Regions from separate parts of the Mus musculus genome. Here region 1 is linked to region 2. The links are chromatin contacts, called in public Hi-C maps. All regions are on one chromosome and are shown on one strand. The core of a region is the stretch at or near the end of the contact, and the rest is flanking DNA. Distances in the headings are between cores, read along the strand shown. Region 1 holds the start of 1700010L04Rik (a long non-coding RNA gene). Region 2 has its middle 8.3 kb from the start of Gm29796.

Evidence for each region. A called contact is a pair of places that touch in the nucleus more often than the background predicts.
Region 1: a Hi-C map of bone marrow-derived macrophages shows a contact between it and region 2, with 2.4 times the contacts expected there. The contact joins the promoter of 1700010L04Rik here to the enhancer-like site in region 2. A contact is called at or near these places in 2 of 484 Hi-C or Micro-C datasets (bone marrow-derived macrophages and uterus) and 3 of 115 datasets of contacts at active chromatin or transcription factors (embryonic fibroblasts and embryonic stem cells).

Annotation. Positions count from the first base shown.
Region 1 is chr7:82,847,997-82,853,170 of GRCm38.p6, forward strand. 1700010L04Rik (a long non-coding RNA gene) reads left to right here and starts at 3,603. Exons shown (of 5, transcript XR_378283.4): 1 at 3,603-4,261. It overlaps Gm36584 (a long non-coding RNA gene), which reads right to left. Exons shown (of 5, transcript XR_003946820.1): 3 at 4,219-4,614.
Region 2 is chr7:82,800,041-82,805,086 of GRCm38.p6, forward strand. No RefSeq gene overlaps it. Among named protein-coding and RNA genes, the nearest start is that of Gm29796, 8.3 kb to the right of the region's middle. Within about 2 kb of position 2,466, at least 10 of the 459 cell types and tissues checked have an H3K27ac peak or open chromatin away from gene starts, as enhancers often do. A contact at or near this core is called in bone marrow-derived macrophages, where this site is marked.

The DNA.
Region 1 (5,174 bases), core at 2,353-4,852, 49 kb after region 2:
GAGGTGCTAGGACCTTTTGCAGGGTGCTGCTTATTCCTCAGTCATGGGATACAAAGTCCAAGGGGAAAGATGGTAGGGAATTAAACAACTTAATGTTCTGCTAACCAGCCCTTCAATTAGCTTGACATACAATATAATGAGGCTATTATGAAGCAAGCCCTTCTTAATTGAAAGTGGAAAAAGTTGTTTTATATTTTCAAAACCATCTGTAATGAGCATTATTAATTTTAGAATCAGAATCTTGCAGAAGCATCTGGCTATTTTGAGCCATGAAAAGAGGTGACTGAGTAGACGTGCTCACAGGAGTTTGGCTGGCTCTGTTACCTCTCTGATAGCCTGGATGTGACAACGCATACCTAGCAGAGGTATTGTAGTTTTGCCTGTTTCTAGCTTCATCCACTACTGATCTGTATTTCAGCTCAGAGCCTAGTTAGAAGCAACTCATGTGCAATCTCTTGGTCGGTCTTGTTTTTACTTGCAACCCCATGCAGTTTTCTTCCTGTGGAATACTGAATACCCTACCTTTTTCTTTCCTTCAGCATCTGGGCTCTGCCCAGTCTGTATGTAATTCACCTTTCACGTCTCCCTTCCAATACCTCCACTGAAGACATCTCAGACTTCACTTGAGAGACTAACCGGCTCCATCTCCGGGGTCCTCTAGCCAGGCACTCTGCACTGCCGTCTCCTTCCGGGATAGCAGCATGAATGTGTCCAATCCAGTTTCAATGTTTCCACTTGGTCCTCAAAGCACCTGGCATGGCAGCTTCTGCATTGCAGCTGGCCCTTTATTTACAATGTTTCCATGATTGCTTGAAGGTGACAAGTGAAAAGTACTGAATCCAAGCCCTCTTTCAAGGTTTAGTCTTGATCTTTCTTCATTTTTTTTTTTTCAATGCTGGGTAGCAGGAAGCTTCAGCCTCCAGTGGCTAGGAGGTCACAAAGGAAAGCAGCTACCATCCCAGAATGTTCTGTGTGCCTAAGTTTCCTGGGTTGTGTAGGTTAGTATGTAACAGGTCAAGCATGTCTAATCAGAAATCTGACTCTGAAGTGCTCTGAACTTGGTAACGTTTTGAGAGCTGAAATGACACTCCAAGTGGAAAATCCCAAACATGACCTCATGTGACAGGTTGCAGTCAAAATGCAGGTGAACTACAATGTTGCATAAAATTACCTTTAGGCTGTGTGTATAAAGTGTGTATGAAACACAAGTGAATTTTATGTTTAAGACTTGTCAGTCCTATCCCCCAGGGTATCTCATTATACATATGCAAATAATTTCAAATCTAGAGAAATCTAAAGCAGTTCTCCACCAGCCATTTCACAGAAAAGATACTCAACTTGCATATTCATTTTGAACTTAGAATATTTTCAACTTAGGGGTTTTGGGGTGATGTAACCCCATCTTAAGACAAGGAGTATCTGCACATGAGGAAACAGACTCAGGCATAATCACTTGGCCAAGAATCCCAGGGAGTAAAGGTGGGTGGAAGTCTGTGGGTTCAGCTGTGTGGTATAATCCACGTTGGGTTTCCTGCTAAGTCTGGGTTCTCAGTTGACACATCAGGAAATCTGTATCAGAGACTTACTTTCTATACTTGTGTATTTGGTGTCTAGCCTAGGGGATGTTACATGGATAACTGTTAGAGGTGTAGACTAACCTGCTATGGACCTGGGCAGATTCCCTCCAGCAAACCATCCCTGAGGCTGCCTTTACATGGTATGATCCATTGTTTAAACACTTGGGGACTCTAGCTTCCAGTTGCAGGGCAGACACTGGACTCTCATGTCATATTTACAACAAGAAGAGGATCATGAAATGACCTAGGGAACATCTAAACATGTACATGTCTTAATTTAGCCATAAAGCTGGGGATTTTTAAATCTATGTGAGCCTTTACAATACAGTAGTTATATTTTTATTTTTTATTTTTCTGAGACAGAGTCTTGCTATGCAGTCTAAGCTGGTCTCAAATTCTCTGCATTCCTGCCTCAGCCTCCCAAGTGTTGAGATTACAAGTGTGAGCTACCAGGTAGGTCCAGTTTAATGTAGTTGAGATTCTCATGTATGTATGCATGTATGCATGTATGCATGTATGTATGTATGTATCTATCTATCTTTCATACATATGTACACACACACACACACACACACACACACACACACACACACACACATACACATTACATGAAAGAGAATTCACAAAGCTTTGACCTTATGGACAGTGTTGGAACTAGACAGTAGATTTTATAGAATTCTGTCAAGGTTGAGTTTACCAAAGTTAATCCATGGAACATGGTTTTGTAAGAGAATACCTCATTCTTAGATACCAAGAGTTCCAAGTTCAAGGGTCATGGTGTGTACCTGGTTCACAGGTATTTCAGGAATTGTGTGTGTGTGTGTGTGTGTGTGTGTGTCTGAGAGAGAGAGAGAGAGAGAGAGAGAGAGAGAGAGAGAGAGAGAGAGAATACATGAGGAGAAGAGCATCAAAGGTGAAGCAGAAAGATACCAATGACAAAGACAGTGGGAGAAATGTGTGACACTAACAACTCTAGCAACAGCGTAAGAATCTGAATGGATGAGGGTTCTTTGTATTATTCTTAGTTTTACAAATTTTCTGAAAGTTTGAATTAAGTCCCAGTTGAAAGTTAAAAGAGCAAAACAACAGAACAAACGAAACAAAACAAACAACCCAAAACCCCTAAAACTTCAGCGTGAACAAAATCATTGACGAGCAGAGGTATAACGGCCTGGAGGCCGTGGAGCCTGGAGGCTGTAGGAGCCTGCAGTTGGACCAACACAGCCTCTGTTCTGGACCTATTCATGAGTCTTGAATGTGCCCACAGTTCAGCTGGCCCAGTTCTACCAGAGGCAGAGCGTTTCCCTGCAGATGTGATGCTAGGCGCACAGGCATGTCTGTGCTTCCAGAAGTCCCCATCACATTCTGGGCCAGAGACACAGATGGTGGCTGGATTCCAGCCACAGATGTAGCTCCCTCCAGAACAGTGAGGCCTACAACTGGAGCATGCTGCTGCTGGGTCACAGGCCTGAGGGCACAGTAGCATCTGTGTGACTGCAGACTTATTCTCTGTGAGAGGAACAGTTAAGGCTATCCATGGCCTCGCATCTGCTGGTCCCATTCACTATGACAAGGCTGTGCAGTCAGCTTCTCACCCTCTCACCCCCATGCCTGAGGTCAGCATGAAAGTGTTAGCCACTAACCCCTGGACTGTCCTTCTGCATACAATTCCCCCACAAACATCTTCAGAACATCTCTGTGAGATTACTTCCTTTATACCAGGATCTTGGGTAGCTATTTCTTCCTAGTGGCTACACTCCTTAGAGATGCTAAACACACGACAAAGTTATGAGAGTTCTTAAGAACATTACAAGACTCGAGACCCAGCCCCCATGAAGCCCATCCCAAAGGTTGCACAAGCCGTCACGGTTACTGGAGAGAGGAGACTCTCTCATGGAATTGCCTGCAAGTTGTGCAGAGAGTGTCAGAGATATTGCTTTTATGAGGTCATCCATGCTGGGATGGGTTTTCAGTGACATAGCTGCCTGAGTCACCTGTGTTCTTATAAGTAACCCCAATAAAATCATTGGTTCACTTTAGCCTATTATTGGTTGTGCTCTACCTGGGCATTTGCTCACATCTCCAACAGGCCCAGGTAGAGAGTTTATATGTAACTTACTATTGTGTTCCAAGGCTAGCTGCATTGAGTGCAGTATAAAAGAGCCTCACATTTCACAAAAGTGGAAACTAAGACACAAAGGTTAAAGAGCTCCCAAAATAACACAGAGAAAGAGAAGTGGAGGTTTCTCAGTTGGCAGGGGAAGGAAGTGGGTGAGTCTGGATCAGGTTAAGGAAAAGGAGTGGACAGAGCCCCAAGATCCTGGTGAGAGATGAAGGAAGTGTGTGTGCATACGCGTAGCGCAGAGGGAGATACATGTCAGGGCAAGCATCATTTCCACCAGTCTTAACCCCATAAAAACTATCAAGTGAAAATAATTTAAAACAAGGACACTCAGGATGGAGTCCCATGTGTGAGCAGTGTGATGTCACTCGAGATGGAGTTCCACTCGTGAGTAGTGTGATATACTGGTGCAAGTTGAGGTCCTCATAATTGGTGTTCGAGTCCTTTCTGGGGGAGCTTGGAGCCTACCGACATTTTAGAAGAATGAAATCACTTGAAACAAGTCCCCTTCAGACTTACCTTCCTGATTCTACAAATGAGTACATGGAGATACCCCTGGAAGGTACTGTGCATCTGGCATAGCAACGGAGTCTGTGAGCTTCAAAAGATTCATGATAGCCAGTAAATGAAAAGGAAGAGGAGGAGGCTGTGGGGGAGGGGGAAGGGAAGCGGGGAGGGGGGGTGAGAGATGGGGTCAGTTCTGGAACATTTCAGGGGCCTTTCATTTCCATCCCACTCTGCCTTAACCTTGACCAAGATGTTAGTACTCATGCCTTGCTTGAAGACATTTGACTTAGTTTTTAAAGAAATCACAAGCTTTTAAGATTTAAAGAAAAATGGTTGGAGATGGTGGTCCTGGATGCTCCCTCAGCCTTTTCCCGGTTCTGATTCTGATGTGTAAAGCTTCCCCAAATCCTGCAAAGAAAGATAAAAGCCTGTATTCAGTGTGTGGGGGTGACTAAAGGAACTGCACCCCAGGAAGCTAAGCAGGCAGGGTGGGGCTGAGGACGATGGGGCTGTAGAGTAGACACCATGTTCCTGAGTGAGGCTAGTTCTTTTCACAGCCCATAGCATAGCCTCAGCTCAACAACTGATCTGCAGCAGGAACCTCTAGCGAAGGGAGGGCACTCAGCCCAGGGCAGGCCAGTTCCCAGTTCCTCCTGTTAAAGGTAGGAATGGGAAGCGTGTGTGTGTGTGTGTGTGTGTGTGTGTGTGTGTGTGTCCGTGTTAGTGTGTAGTGGGAAACATTAACTGGGGGTTTCTACACACCTTAGATCATTTAGTTCCCAAATAAAAGACACAACCCCTTTATAATAAGCTTAAAGCACAAGAACTGGGCTGATATCAGTCTTCTGAACTATGTTGTCTACTTCCCTGTCAGTAACCCGGATATATCACTTGTCATGTTCTGCCTGGGCTGCTCCTACTCCAAGTGGCTGGTCCTCATGGCCATGCTCTCACGACCCACCTCACCA
Region 2 (5,046 bases), core at 1,216-3,715:
AAAACTGAGAATAGTTTTACCTCAAGATCACTCCTGGGCATATACCCAAAAGATGCCCCACTATACCACGGGAACACTTTCTCAACGTGGTTCATAACAGCTTTATTTGTAATAACTAGGAACTAAAAACAATCTAGATGTCCCTCGACTGAAGAATGGATAAAGAAAATGTGGTACATCTACACAAATGAATCCTATTCAGCTATTAAAAAAATAAGAAAAGACAGGCTGGTGAGATGGCTCAGTGGTTAAGAGCACTGACTGCTCTTCGGAAAGTCCTGAGTTCAAATCCCAGCAACCACATGGTGGCTCGCAACCATCCGTAATGAGATATGACTCCCTCTTCTGGTGTGTCTGAAGACAGCCACAGTGTACTTACATATAATAAATAAATAAATCTTTAAAAAAAATAAAAAAGAAATAAAAAAGAAAAGACATCATGAATTTTCAGACAAATGGATGGAACTTGAGAATATCATCCTGAGTGAGGTAATGCAGACCCAGGAAGACATGCATGTTATGTACTCACTTATAAGTGGACATTAGCCATAAAGTGCAAGACAACCACAGGCCTAAAGAAACTGGGTAGTAAGAAGGTCCCAAGGGAGGATGCAAAAATCTCACTCAGAAAGGGAGATTAAACAGTCATCAGAGATGAACTGAGAAAGACGAAGAAGGGACAGGGATGGCAATCAGGTGTGGGGAGAAGAGGGCAGAGGAGGAGAAAGGAGGGGCCAAGGAGGCCAGGGACTGAGTGGGGTGGGGGGCGCATCTCTGGGACCAGCTGGAGGCCTGGGACTGGGAGAACACAGGCAATTTGTGGGGGCGATCCTAGCTGAGATTCCGACCAGAGGGGGATATACAGACTGAAGTGGCCACCTCCTGTAGCCAGGCAGGAATTCAGAGGAGAGAGGGGGACATCAATCCACCCACAAACCTTCAACCCAAAATTTGTCTTGCCTACAAAATAGCGATAAAGATGGGAACAGGCAACCAATGACTGCCCTAACTTAAGACCCATCCCATGTGAGAGAGCCAACCCCTGACACTATTAATGGTATTCTGCTATGCTTGCAGACAGGAACCTAGAATAAATGTCTCCTGAGAGGCTTCATCCAGCAATGGAGGGAGGCAGATGCAGAGACCCACAGCCAGACAATCTGGCAGAGTTTGGGAAGTCTTGTGGAAGAGTGGGGAATAGAATTGAACAAGCCAGAGGGGTCAAGGCACCACAGGAAGACCTACAGAGTCAACTAACAGGGGCCTCTGGGGACATATAGAGACTAGGCTGCCAACCAGGGAGCACCTAAGCCCACAACACATTTGTAGCAAATGTGCAGCTTGGTCTTTATGTGGGACACCTAACAACTCCCACAGCAGAGCCTGTCTCAGTCTTTGTTTCCGTCCATTAGATCCCTTTCCCTCTACCTGGACTGCCTGGTTGGGCCTCAGTGGGAGAGGCGGTGCCTAGTCCTGTTGGGAATAGATGACCCAGAGTGAGATGGTACCCAAGTGGGGGATTCCTCCTTCTCTGAGGAGAAGGGTAGAGGGCAGTGGGGGAGGGATTTGTAAGGGTGGGGACTGAGAGGAAAGGAGGAAGTGGTATTGTGATCAGATATAAGTGAATAAAAACAAAATAAATTATTGGAGAAAAAAAACCCAATAAAGTCTGGGCTAAGTTCAGCCCCGAGGCTTGGTCCATTAACTCCTGGCCATAGGCTCTGGGGACAGCCATGTGTCTCATTTTCATGATGACTCCCGTGTGCTGCTGGAGGTAGGAGCCCAGAGTCTGTCCGGATGCTATCAGGGTCTGGTCTTGTCTCTTCTAGTTATATCACCTCTAGAAGGTGATTTTAACTCATTAAATCTGGAGGTCCTCTCCTGAAGTAAATGGGAATTGCTCCTTTCAGGATTGTGAAGGGTCCCTGCCCAAAGCAGCCTCTGAAATGAGGCACAAGGCGATCTCTGACTGAGCTTGGTCTCCAGCACTGGAAAGGGGGACTGGAGAGGGAGGGAGGGAGGGAGGGAGGGAGGGAGGGAGGGAGGGAGGGAGGGAGGGAGGAAGATGGTTTTGAGGTTTAAGGACCCTCTTCATAAAATGTCATTTAACTTTTATCCCCACACTTGAGGAAAGTACACGTAGCCAGGGGTTGGAAATTTCTTTTCTTGTCTCCAGAGAGTTCTGCGCAGAGTCTGTGTGGTAAGGAAGAGGGTTGGGGCCTACAGAGCTCTGGTAGAAAGAAGCTGAAGGCTCAGAAAAACTCAGGTGGGAGGAAACAAAGAAGAGGGGTCAGTCGTTAGTCCTTTTTCCCTTCTGCTTTCTTGAGGCTTCAGAAAGTGAAATTCTGATGTCAGCAGAGTGAATTATGGTATCTTTTTGTGAGTCGGTGTTTCACTTTCTCTGGGGAGTTCCTTCCTTTTTCCCAGAGGCTTGTCATGTGTCTGACCCCTAGGTCTTCCCTCTCTTCGGGGTCACTCTGACCTTCCTCCCACTAGACAGCTCATCCAACCTATCTGTGTCATTCTGTTTTCCATTACTGTGGCAAAAATACCTTAGATAAACAACTTATGAGGAAGAACAATTTATTTGCCATCAGTTTCAGTCTGTGCTTCGTTGGCTGTGTGGCTTTTGGGCCTGTGGCAGCACAGAATATCTTAATGGGAACATATGGCTGATCACCTCTAACAGCTAAGATGGAGAGAGAGAGAGAGAGCTGGTGCCCTGATATTCCCATCGAGGGTATCTTCTCATCGACCCAACTTACCATCTCTCCCAATAGTACCCCAGGCTGGTGGCCAAGCTCCAACACCTGAGCATTTCAGGGACATTCAGCATCCAGACTACAGCACTACCCAAGCCAGTCCCTAAGCACAAATTACTGCTGCCCAGAGTTCAACGTAAAGAAAACTGATGAGCCAAGGGGTTCATTCTCTGGCACCTTAACCCTTCGGAAAATATTTGCACATCAATATGGACCACTTTATTGATTCTTTTTTATTTTAATTTTATTTTATGTGAGTGGAGTTTTGCCTGTATATATGAGCAGTACTTGTGTGTGCCTGGTGCTAAGGAGGCATCAGATGCCCTAGAACTGGAGCAGGACATGGTTGTGAGCCCACCCACTATGTCTTCCCTTTCTGCAGGGAACATGGGTGCTGGAAACCAAAACCAGGTCTGCTGGAAGAGCAGTGAGTGCTCTTAACCCCTGAGCCACTGCTCTGGCCCTCATACTAGTTCTTAAATAGTGGAACATCAGAGTTCCAAAAACAAATCCAAACCTAGCTGTGTGAGTAAAGGGATCAAAACAGGAGCCCAAACCCTGCTAGAGGTAAAGATCTGCCTCCATAGTGTCTGCCCTGCCTGCCGGCCAGGAGCTTGGGCTCTACAAATGGCAAGTCTAGCCTGGGAGTGGTATCAAAGATGGGTGTCAGGCTCCTTGGCTGTGTGTCTAGCAGTGGGGTTGGTATGGTGAGTGGGGCATTAGAACTGGGAGGCAGAGGGAATTCAGAGGCTGCACACAGTCTGGCCATTGGTGGATGCTGACCTGTTAGAAGCTGGACCTGAAGACCGAGGATGGGCGAAGAATCCAGGGAAAGATGATGCTGATAAGGGGTTCACACAGTTGCTTCTTTATCTCAATCCCGGAAAGCACCCGAATAAAATCATGTCCCTCCTAATCCAGTTGGCATCCTGGGCCTTCACTTCAGGAGAACAGGAATGATGGGTAGACTCCAGGGAAGGTCCCATGGTGTGGTGAGCCAGTTAAAGCCATATCTTTGGTACTCCTGTTGTAAAAACCTTTCAACCAACCTACCAACAAACCAACCAACCTACCTACCTACCCACCAAGAGCTCTCACCAGACAGTCCTCAGCCTTCTGCCATTTTTCTTGGTTTCTCTTTCCTTCCCATCTCTCCCTGACATCTCCTTCTAAGATGAGTGCTGGGCATATATGACTCTACAAAAAGAGCAGCATAGGACAGGATGTACGTTTTCTGAAAGACCATGAGCAGCAAAGACATTTCCCCCCCTTTCCTGGCTTGTGTGTAGTGAAACCTAAACAGCCCGCCCTGTGTGCCAATGTTGAGTCTGTGGAATCAGATGGCTAACGTGGATCCCTCTCCCTTCTCACACAGTTACTCCACTGTCCATACAACCTTGCTGGTGTATCACAACCCTGTATTTTCCCTCACCCGAACGTCCCTCATGAGTGCATTGATCCGCCCTCCCCAGGTAGACTCTCTGAGGCCCTTCCATCTTCTTCTCCTCTCCTTCTGTTGCTCTTCTCCCTTCGTCTTTTCAACAGATTTTATTTTATATTTTACTTTTTGAGAACAGTCTTAGATTTAGGGTGAATTTGTGTGACCAGCACAGAGCTAGCTAGTACTGTCTTTCTCTTTGTCTCCACAAACTTTCCCCTCATGAATGCCATCCGTGTTGTACCTCGTTGTAGTTAGGACAACACAATACTGGTGCATTATTGCCAGTGTCACGGGGCAGTTTGTTCAGTATCTTGGTTTGGTTTGAACCTGGCCTTTTCCTTTTTTGAGCAAGGATCTGGTGTAGACCCCTCCAGTGGTTATCTCTCCGTCCTTCTTAGGCTCCTCTTGCCTGTGGCAGGTTCTCAGACTCCCTATGTTTTTTTGAGTGTGAGACGCACTGCCCAGGTGTTTACAGGGTAGAGGGCTACATGGGTTTTTCTGCTGTTTCACTTGGATCAGTGGGGTTTTAGGCTTCAGTCAATGATTATAGGGGTGTGGCCTTACCTTAATCATGTGACACTGATGGAATTCATGTCATTGATGACTGTAGATGTGGACCTTTCAGCCTGGCTGAAGGGGCATTTGACTTGGGCAGAAGTCCTCCATTGTCTCTTATGGTGTGCACATTTGGTGTATGTGATATGATATGTGTGTGTAATATGTAATGTGTATTTAATACATATGTATGTGATATGTTTATATGTGTACATGTGATGTCTACATGGGATATTTGTGTGTTTGCCATATGTAGCTTGTGAACATGTAATATGTATGTCACACATA